Regions from separate parts of the Rattus norvegicus genome. Here regions 1 and 3 are each linked to region 2. A link is a contact called in public Hi-C data. All regions are on one chromosome and are shown on one strand. The core of a region is the stretch at or near the end of the contact, and the rest is flanking DNA. Distances in the headings are between cores, read along the strand shown. Region 1 holds the start of Acsl6 (acyl-CoA synthetase long-chain family member 6). Region 2 holds the start of Rapgef6 (Rap guanine nucleotide exchange factor 6). Region 3 overlaps Acsl6 (acyl-CoA synthetase long-chain family member 6).

Region 1 (2,710 bases), core at 28-2,527, 200 kb after region 2:
ACCTGGCAGGGAGGACCCAATGCTCAGCAGAAGCTAGCTTCCTCCCGAGCCTCTCCCTCTAGCAAACACCCTTTTGGACTATCAGGTAGTAGCCCAGGCTGGACACCTGAGACTTCTGCCCACCACCACACCCTGGAAGGTGGATGGTACAAGCCGTGCCCCCTTACCATCAAGGGTGGGAGAGAACAGAACAGGGGGAGCCTTGGTAGGATAGACCAGGATCTCCTCCGGTAGGATGACTCCAAGATGATAAGATGGAAAGTTCACAGTATCAAGCACAAACCCTATAGAGATGACCCTGGGAGACAGTGAGCCAGTTTTGAGAGACCCCTCTGTTGATGCAGCTTCCCACCCCAGTTCTCCACACCTTCCTAGGCTACCTTTACACTTCTGTATGGAATGACTGCCCGTGTAAAGCTTTCAGACCTGACCATTCCCTCAGCCCAAAACCCCCAGTCAGCCACTACCTAGTGCAGCCCAGATCTCCAAGCTAGCCTCTTCATGTATTTCTTTTCTCTAACCTGTGCCTACATTTTTACCAAAGTTATTTTCCTGTCACACACAGATGTGATTCTGTCTTGCCACCGCCCAAACACCTAATCTGGCCCCTTACTACCTTAGGACCCAATGCCCAGACTCAGTGCCTTTGCCCTGAGGACGCCCATATTCCTCAGAATCTTCTCTTGGATTTCCTTAGCACCGCCCTTGATACTCTTAAATCACTACGGCCTGGTCTAGCGGGGTCCTGGGCCTTTGCAAACCTCAGCAACCTTCAGTAATGGTGGGCAACATGAACCAAGCCATCAAATCATCAAGGAACCACCCCATCTCCCATTAGAGAGCTCAAACCACAGCCTCGCCAGGCCCCGGGGTGTAGCACTCCAGTAAGCAAGTTAAGGAGAGAGTCAGAAGGTGGATTCCAGTGCTGGACTGAGCAACCTCCCAATCTTGATTTAGACTCTTGATAGCTGTGTGGTCTTGGGCAAGTCACTGAACCCCTCTGGGCCTCTTTTCAAATCAGATCATGGGCAGGGAGTAGATGCCAGGCACACCGTAAAGGAATCGCTTTAGTGGAGAGCAGTTAGCTGAACTGCTTACATCATGTCTCTGCCAGCCAAAGGGGCTCAAAGACAACTTGTGAAAGGCAATAGTCAGCATCCTACCTTTCCAGCAGCCTCCGGGCACTGAGGAGGTGGAGCTGATCCTGCTAGAACCAGCCTCTCTTTCTAGAGCCTGTGGCGCTCAGGGAAAGAGGTTACCACATCTTGATGGAAGGCACTGCCCCTGGGAATGGCTGGTGGCAGAGATTCTGAGAAGATGGGTGACAGGAGAGGCACTAACTGTAGGGACGGTGCTCCTGGTGGCTGTGGGAACAGGTCTTGCAGGGACCAAGGCACAGAGCAGCTCTGTGAGGAGCTGTTGGCCCCTCAAGGCCCCCACTGGCCCCCCCTTCATCTGCACATGGGGCGGTACTGGCTCAGGCCAGCTCAAAGCCCAGCAACCAGGCCTTAACCCTTGCACTGCCAGCCTGCCGGGGCCTCAACCCTTCCACCTTCCCTGACCCCACATTGTCTTTAGTCTGGGAGGGGAGTTGGCTATGGCTTTTCAGAGGACAAAGCCTTTCCTCTTCTCTCTCTCTCTCTCTCTCTCTCTCTCTCTCTCCACACACACACACACACACTCTCTCTCTCTCTCTCTCTCTCTCTCTCTCTCTTCTGAGACATCAACTGGAGACCAGAGAACTTGGCTTTAGCACCTCTGCCAGATTTCACTTCTTTAGTGGGTTCTCTATTTTACTTTTAAACGCTATTATTATATTTGACCACTGTGTATGTGGTGTGTGTGTGTGTGTGTGTGTGTGTGTGTGTGTGTGTGTGTGTGTGTGTTCAAGAGTAGCACAGCATATGTGCTCAGAGAACAACTTGGAGTAAACTCCCTCCTTCCACCACACAGTTTCCTGGGATCAAACTCAGTTCATTAGGCTGAGCAGCAAGTGTCCTTACCCACTGAGCCACCTTGCCACTCCTCCTCTACTTTCCCTTTAGACATCTCTCAGGAGGACAAACATCTCCTCGGATGCTTCTCAGGGACACTTAGGGGGCAACCAGAGTTCTGGGGGATGAAAACTGTGATGTGACAGGGCATGAGGCTAAGGGGGGCAGTTCTGTTCCAGAAAGTGTGACCAGTTGTCAGGGTAAGAAAAGCTCCCTCCTCACTACCACACCTGAGTAACCCTAACACGCACAGCCGTTTGGCAGACCCCGCTGGGCCTAGCAGTGGTCTCATCTGCACAAGGGTTCGATCAAGCTCAGGGCTGTGTGGCCGAGGGGCTTCCACTCCAGTTTCCTCTTGGGCTTTAATTAAATTTATAGTCACAGATGACCTGGCGAAGGGCCTTCCCAACTCAGGCATTGCCAGGAGAGGCTTTGTGTGTATCTCTCCTGAGATAGGGTTGCCCAGTTACCAAGTAGCTCACTCCAGAACTCTCTGGGGAGCCTGATTATAGCTCTCTCAGAAGGCTGGCTGAAGCTTCTTACGTGCAAAAAGGCCCTCACCGACTGGTTACTGCAGCTAGCTACTGCCCTGGCTCCCCCCATACTCACTGTGACCATGCCCCCAGTGTCTGCCTTCACCAACCTTCTCGGCCACCCTCAGGTCAAGCACCTCTCAAAGCTTTTACTCACCCCAGACCCCTGCTGGAAACCATGGC
Region 2 (2,700 bases), core at 17-2,516:
TACACTCATTGAAAAATACAGCCAATGAATCCAAGCAGTTAATATTCCCTTCAACAATGTTGCTCTTCCAGTAAAACGAGATAAAAGTCCTCAACGCAGCACACATGACCAAGCGTAACTTCCCCAACAGTTCAGAAAACTTCCTCTGCTTAAAAAGACTCAATTTCAAATTAAATAATTCGGTACCTGAAGAGAAACAGTTTCCCCTCATTACCTAAATAATGTTCGTAAACAAAACTTAGAATGCACATTACAATAATCATCACCACAGAAAAGCTGATTCATGAATTATAAGTGGGAAAAGGATTATAAGTGGGGAAAAAGTAACCCCTGGAAAGGGGGAGGCAGGAGTTCCTACGCAAAGATCAAGGTTTCAATAAGCAAACTGGACTCATCACAGTTTCAGTAATGGCTATAACAAATTCATGTCCCAGAGTGTTTGCCCCAAGTTTCTGAGACTTTCTATGCAAAGCACTATAAATCTGAAACTCGAGTGACTAAGAATTAAAGCATTTCATTTCAATTACTGCAACTTCAAACAAGACGACTCATTGCATTTTACATCGCTGTTGGAATATTTTTTTTCTTTTGGTATAATATACACACAGCCACTAAAATTACAGAAACGTCTTCAAACCAAGAAAACTTACCAAACATTCTTAAGTTTCCCACGGACAGTTTGAAAAAGTACCTAGGGAACCACTCAACACGCATCACCCGCCACGGAACTTAATGTCTGACTTACGCAGTCTGATACGGACATTGGAAACCTGTCTTTTGCGGGCAACTGTGAAGTATCTGAGAGCACGGCACGCACGGGCTGTAGTATGAACTGTCTGTTACACATTACAATTCCCAGCCTGTTTCTCAGCCCACCTGAGCACACACAAACTCAGAAGCCAGTCAACAGTAACGGTGCTTTCTTATCAGAGGTACAAGGAAGTCCCCGGCAGGAAGCGGCAGGAAAGGTGCTCATCAGCCCGCGCGACCACGGCCAGGTCGGGGCCGATCGGTGCTCGCCAGTGCCCGGCCTTACCTCAGGAGTCCGCTCCGGCGGCTTCTTCCTCAGTGCCTGCCGAGCGCCAGGGTCCACGGGCGAGTTCATGTCCGCAGCCACACGCTCCTCAGCCTGCGTCTAGCTGCCCATTCTCCTAACCCGGGTGTGCGCCGGCCCCAACGGGAGGGAAATGAGAACTGTCGCAGGGTCCAAACTCAAGCAAACAAGTCTTCGCAACGCCCGCCCAGGGCCTCAGCCCACGCGCGACTGGCCAGAAAGACGCCTGCGCGGGGGCGAGAGAGGACGAGAGCGCAGGCGCACAACGAGCACGGTAACGCCCGCCTAGCCGTGACGTAAAGACTTGGGCGTGGAGGGGGCGGGGAATGAGCGGCTTGGATTTCGTCGCGAGAGTCGGTCGCAGGATTGTAGTTTCCGCATACCCAGCTTCCGGTTAAGATTCCGGAAATGCTACGAGGGCGTCGCCAAAAATAGACTACCGGGCAGAGCTGTGGGGTAGGTGCTCTGGCTTAGCGCCCAAGTCCGGAAGCCGAGGGGCTCTTATGGCCCCGCGGAAGTCGAGGCTGCCATTCAAGAAGCGGGGAAGCCCACGCACCGCCGCCCAAGCCACGGGTCTCGAGGCAGTACTCGTGCACCCAACCCACTGCTCCCTTGCAGTGTATTCTACGCGACTTTGAAAAGCAGAAACAAACCACGAAATCGCTAGTGAAAGCTGCCTCCAAAAAACATAAACAAATGTTCTGAAGACTAGAGATATATTTCAAAGGGTAGCCTGCTGGCTTAGCATGCACCAGATTGTCCTGGACTTGATGATGGAGAATGCCTAAGCGCTGTGTGCATAATTGTAGGATCTTTAAAGGGTTTATGACCTAAAAGCCTCAGGGGACTAAGGAGCTCCTGATAGGAAAGTTGACAGATAACACCTGTGGGCTGTCAAAATCCTTGACACTTCTGAGATCAATACACCAACCTCTTCTTGGTATTTAGCACTTTTAGACTGTTGGGGAACTGACCCGCAGGTGAAATCTTGTATCCCACAAGTTTTTTTCTCCGTTCTATAAAACTCACAAGCCCTCTGTACCACCTGTGCAGCCTCCACTCCCGTGAGAAACTTGTGTCTCTTGTTCTGATTATAGGACAAAACTTCCGTGGAGGTAGATCTGTTCTTATTTCCAATTGCCTCCAACAATCCTGAGCTAACATCCTTGACTAAAGCTCGGTGGACAGCGAGAGCGAGTGGGTGGGGCTGCTTTAACCTAAGCAGTAGGAGCAAACCTTTCCACCCCTTCCTCCTCAAGCAGCTAGGTTTAAAGTTGCCTGGAGCCAAGGGATGAGTGGTTTTGTATTGAATTTTACATTCTAGTCTAACAAGCTTCAGTTTCTTTACTTGTTCTTTGGTGAGAAAAACTGCAAAAACTGAGTAACAGTTATTATTTCTGTTGTGATAAAAGTAACCCTAGAGGGTTTATTTTGGCTCACAGATTGAGCTGGAACTAACAGGAGGCTGTCAATCACTGGACATCAGTGCAGGGAACTGAACTCTGGCCCCCTCCCACTGCACTACTTGCTCTTAAACCACAGAGACATCTCTGCAACCTACTGTTTATTATTTTAAATGTTTCTTTTGTGTGTGGCATGTGCCACTGTGCTCATGGTGGCATCTTAAAGGAGTGTGTTTTTCTTTC
Region 3 (2,700 bases), core at 99-2,598, 160 kb after region 2:
CAGGGCTTAGGAATTCACAAGGCTGTCACCAGGTGCAGCCCCAGCTGGTCCTTTAATTACCCCAGACTGCAGGGTCTGGAACCTCTCCGGGGTAGCCCCTGAACCACATGACCGAGTGTGATCCAGTCATGCAGATCCCCATTAAGGAAAGACCACAAAATAAGTTCTACCAGATCTGGAAATTGAAATAACCACAGTGGCAAAAAATGAACCTTCCACTCTGAAAGTACCACAAGCAGCCAGCATGCTTGGGAGTCAAGGTTTAGCTAAAACGTTTACTGACAAAGCAAAAGTTTGTTTCTCAGTAAAGTTGGTTAAATTTAAACATCTGCCTCAGGAGAAGAACAATCTTCAACGCTGAGGCTATGTTTAGATTCCTTCAGCTTGAAATGAAGAAATTAGAACCTTAGCTGGATATGGTAGGCAGCTCACACCTGTAATCCTAACTTCCAGAGGCTGTGACAGGAGAATTGCAGTAAGTTCAGGACCAGCCTGGGCTACATAATAAATAGCAGGCCAGCCTGCTCTGACCTGAAACCACTATAGCCTGAGACTCTGTCCAAAACCAAGCAACACAACAATAAAAAAGAAATCTTTGTACATAAACATTTTAATTCAGATTTAACATAAGAATTTTACATTTAAAACCAACTTTAAAATAGTTGTAGGCTATCGTCAAAACAGCGTATAAAATTTAAAACTTCATATAAGCCTTGCAGATAGATCCCTCATGCTATATTTTTTGGGAAATTTTGATGGAAAACATGTTTGTTTGCTTGTTTGTTTTTGAGACAGGGTCTCTCTACAGAGCCCTTGCTATCCTGGAACTATGTAGATCAGGCTGGCCTTAAATTCATAGAGCGCCACCTCCCTCGTGCTGGGATTAAAGGCATGTGCCACCAAACCCTTTGAAAAAGCAGTTCTTGAAAAAAATTGTTACATTTATTCACCCCCTCACCTCTCTGTGTGTAAACAAATGTGTGCGTAGAACACGCATGCATGTACGAATATGAACATACATGTGTGGAGTTCAGAGGTCAACTCATTATATGAGACTCAGGAACTGAACTCAGGTCATCTGGTGTGAAATAAGCCCCTTTACTTGCTGAGCCATCTCCCTGTCCCCAAAGGACAATTGTGAATGCTGATTTTATAAAAGACAGTTATCTCACAATCCAAAGGATAAAATTTTTATCAGCGTGTTACTATTTTCTGCTTGGAACCTTCTTCTCTCTGGCTTTTACTTAAGAGCATAGACGCTAACAGGAAGGTGGACTGAGCATGCTCAGTCCTGAGCCCGGCTACAGAGTGTCTCAGAGGAACTGAGCGTCCTTTGTTCGCAGGTGCTTTGTTTCTTCCTCTTTTGCAAAAGGCCACTGGGCTGATAGTGTCCTCCCAGCAAGTAAGCTTGCCTGCAGCTGCTAAGACAGCAGTGCCCGTAAAAATAAAAATAAGATAGGGTGCCTGGGAGCCCGCCCAGGCCCACGTGATCCACCAGTGACAGCAAGGCTTCTATTTCAGCCTGTGGTTATAAGGGCAACAAGCACGGCCTTACTTGTCCAGCGACCTATTTTAGCTCAGGAGCGGGAGATTGCAGTTGGGTCAAACAGCCCTTCAGGGGCTCTTTTTGTGTGTAGCTTTCTAGCTGGCCACATACCAGACAGGGAGAGAGCCTGGGACAGGGCCACGGTGCTTCTATGCAAAGGGTTATAACCGGTGTGAGAAAGGTCACGGTTACCTGTTCAAAAGAATGCAGTCCACTTTCTTTCCCCAACATCACCATGTCATCCAGAATGGCTTTCTTCAATTCCTGAATTGAACCATGTAAGTGAAACAATAACACAGAAAAAACAGGGGTGGGGGCGGGGTGAGGATAGAGGGACCAGTGACAGAGCGGACGCATGCTCTCTTGGTCCCTTCCCTGCTGAGGGTAACCTGGCGCCATGCCAATCGATACCTCTCTCCAGGAGAGAAAGGGGGGCAAATGGCCCAAGAGGTCACTGCGGGTGGGTTAGGGTGTGCTTTAAGTGGCCCTTTGGAAGGGCTGCCACCCCTATGCAAGGTCAGGGCTCAGGGACGGAGTGTAGGACCAGAGGTACCAGGCTATGTCTGCTGCTGAAACAGAACAGCAACCTTTCCTAGATGTATGATAAGACAATTCCTTGATGGTGGGAGTGGGAGATGCTTTAAGCGGAAAGAGCTGTGGTACTGTTTCTGTTCTATCGCTGCCTCTTAACCCAGTACACAAGAGCTCCACCCTCCCCTGGCAAGGGCACAGCCAGTGGGTCTGAGAGCCTGTCTTCACATCTGACTGTGCTGTGAACCAGCTGTGTGGTCTGGGACAAGTCATCTCCTCTTGGCTCCCTTCCAAGCCATGGAGCAGTGAAGTCGGATGAACTTCGTGTGATTGTTCCTGGTCCCAAGAACCCAATGGATTACTCCATTTCTAAAAGAGCAGGGATGTCTTCAACAACCACACGAGGACAAACCTCTGATTTAGGGTTCCTACAATGTGTAAAGTGATACCAGACACCTCTTATGAACTTAGATTTCACAGTTGTCAGCTCTTCTGTCCTCTTGCTATGTGACTTATAAAACACTCAGCAGCCTGTCAGGAGGCACCCGGGGATACGGGGGTACAGACCTTACTTTTGCAGAGTTCCTGGTAGTTCCCTTCGATTCCTTTCTTCTGAGCCCAGC

The links. Hi-C and Micro-C count contacts between places; a contact is called where the count stands out from the background.
Region 1: a contact with region 2 is called in a Hi-C map of prefrontal cortex, with 2.2 times the contacts expected there. The contact joins the promoter of Acsl6 here to the promoter of Rapgef6 in region 2. A contact is called at or near these places in 10 of 12 Hi-C or Micro-C datasets (the A7r5 cell line, Schwann cells, frontal cortex and 5 more) and 1 of 1 datasets of contacts at active chromatin or transcription factors (oligodendrocytes).
Region 3: a Hi-C map of psoas muscle shows a contact between it and region 2, with 1.9 times the contacts expected there. The contact joins the enhancer-like site here to the promoter of Rapgef6 in region 2. A contact is called at or near these places in 8 of 12 Hi-C or Micro-C datasets (the A7r5 cell line, the Rat2 cell line, Schwann cells and 4 more) and 1 of 1 datasets of contacts at active chromatin or transcription factors (oligodendrocytes).

Annotation. Positions count from the first base shown.
Region 1 is chr10:38,950,728-38,953,437 of GRCr8, reverse strand. Acsl6 (acyl-CoA synthetase long-chain family member 6) reads right to left here and starts at 1,277. Exons shown (of 21, transcript NM_130739.2): 1 at 1,164-1,277. The region is part of intron 1 of LOC120095100 (a long non-coding RNA gene); the gene reads left to right.
Region 2 is chr10:39,155,189-39,157,888 of GRCr8, reverse strand. Rapgef6 (Rap guanine nucleotide exchange factor 6) reads right to left here and starts at 1,266. Exons shown (of 28, transcript NM_001107003.1): 1 at 1,037-1,266. The coding sequence starts at 1,105.
Region 3 is chr10:38,990,564-38,993,263 of GRCr8, reverse strand. It overlaps Acsl6 (acyl-CoA synthetase long-chain family member 6), which reads right to left. Exons shown (of 21, transcript NM_130739.2): 19 at 2,645-2,700; 20 at 1,739-1,810. Among named protein-coding and RNA genes, the nearest start is that of Meikin, 17 kb to the left of the region's middle. Within about 2 kb of position 1,348, at least 43 of the 93 cell types and tissues checked have an H3K27ac peak or open chromatin away from gene starts, as enhancers often do. A contact at or near this core is called in Schwann cells, where this site is marked.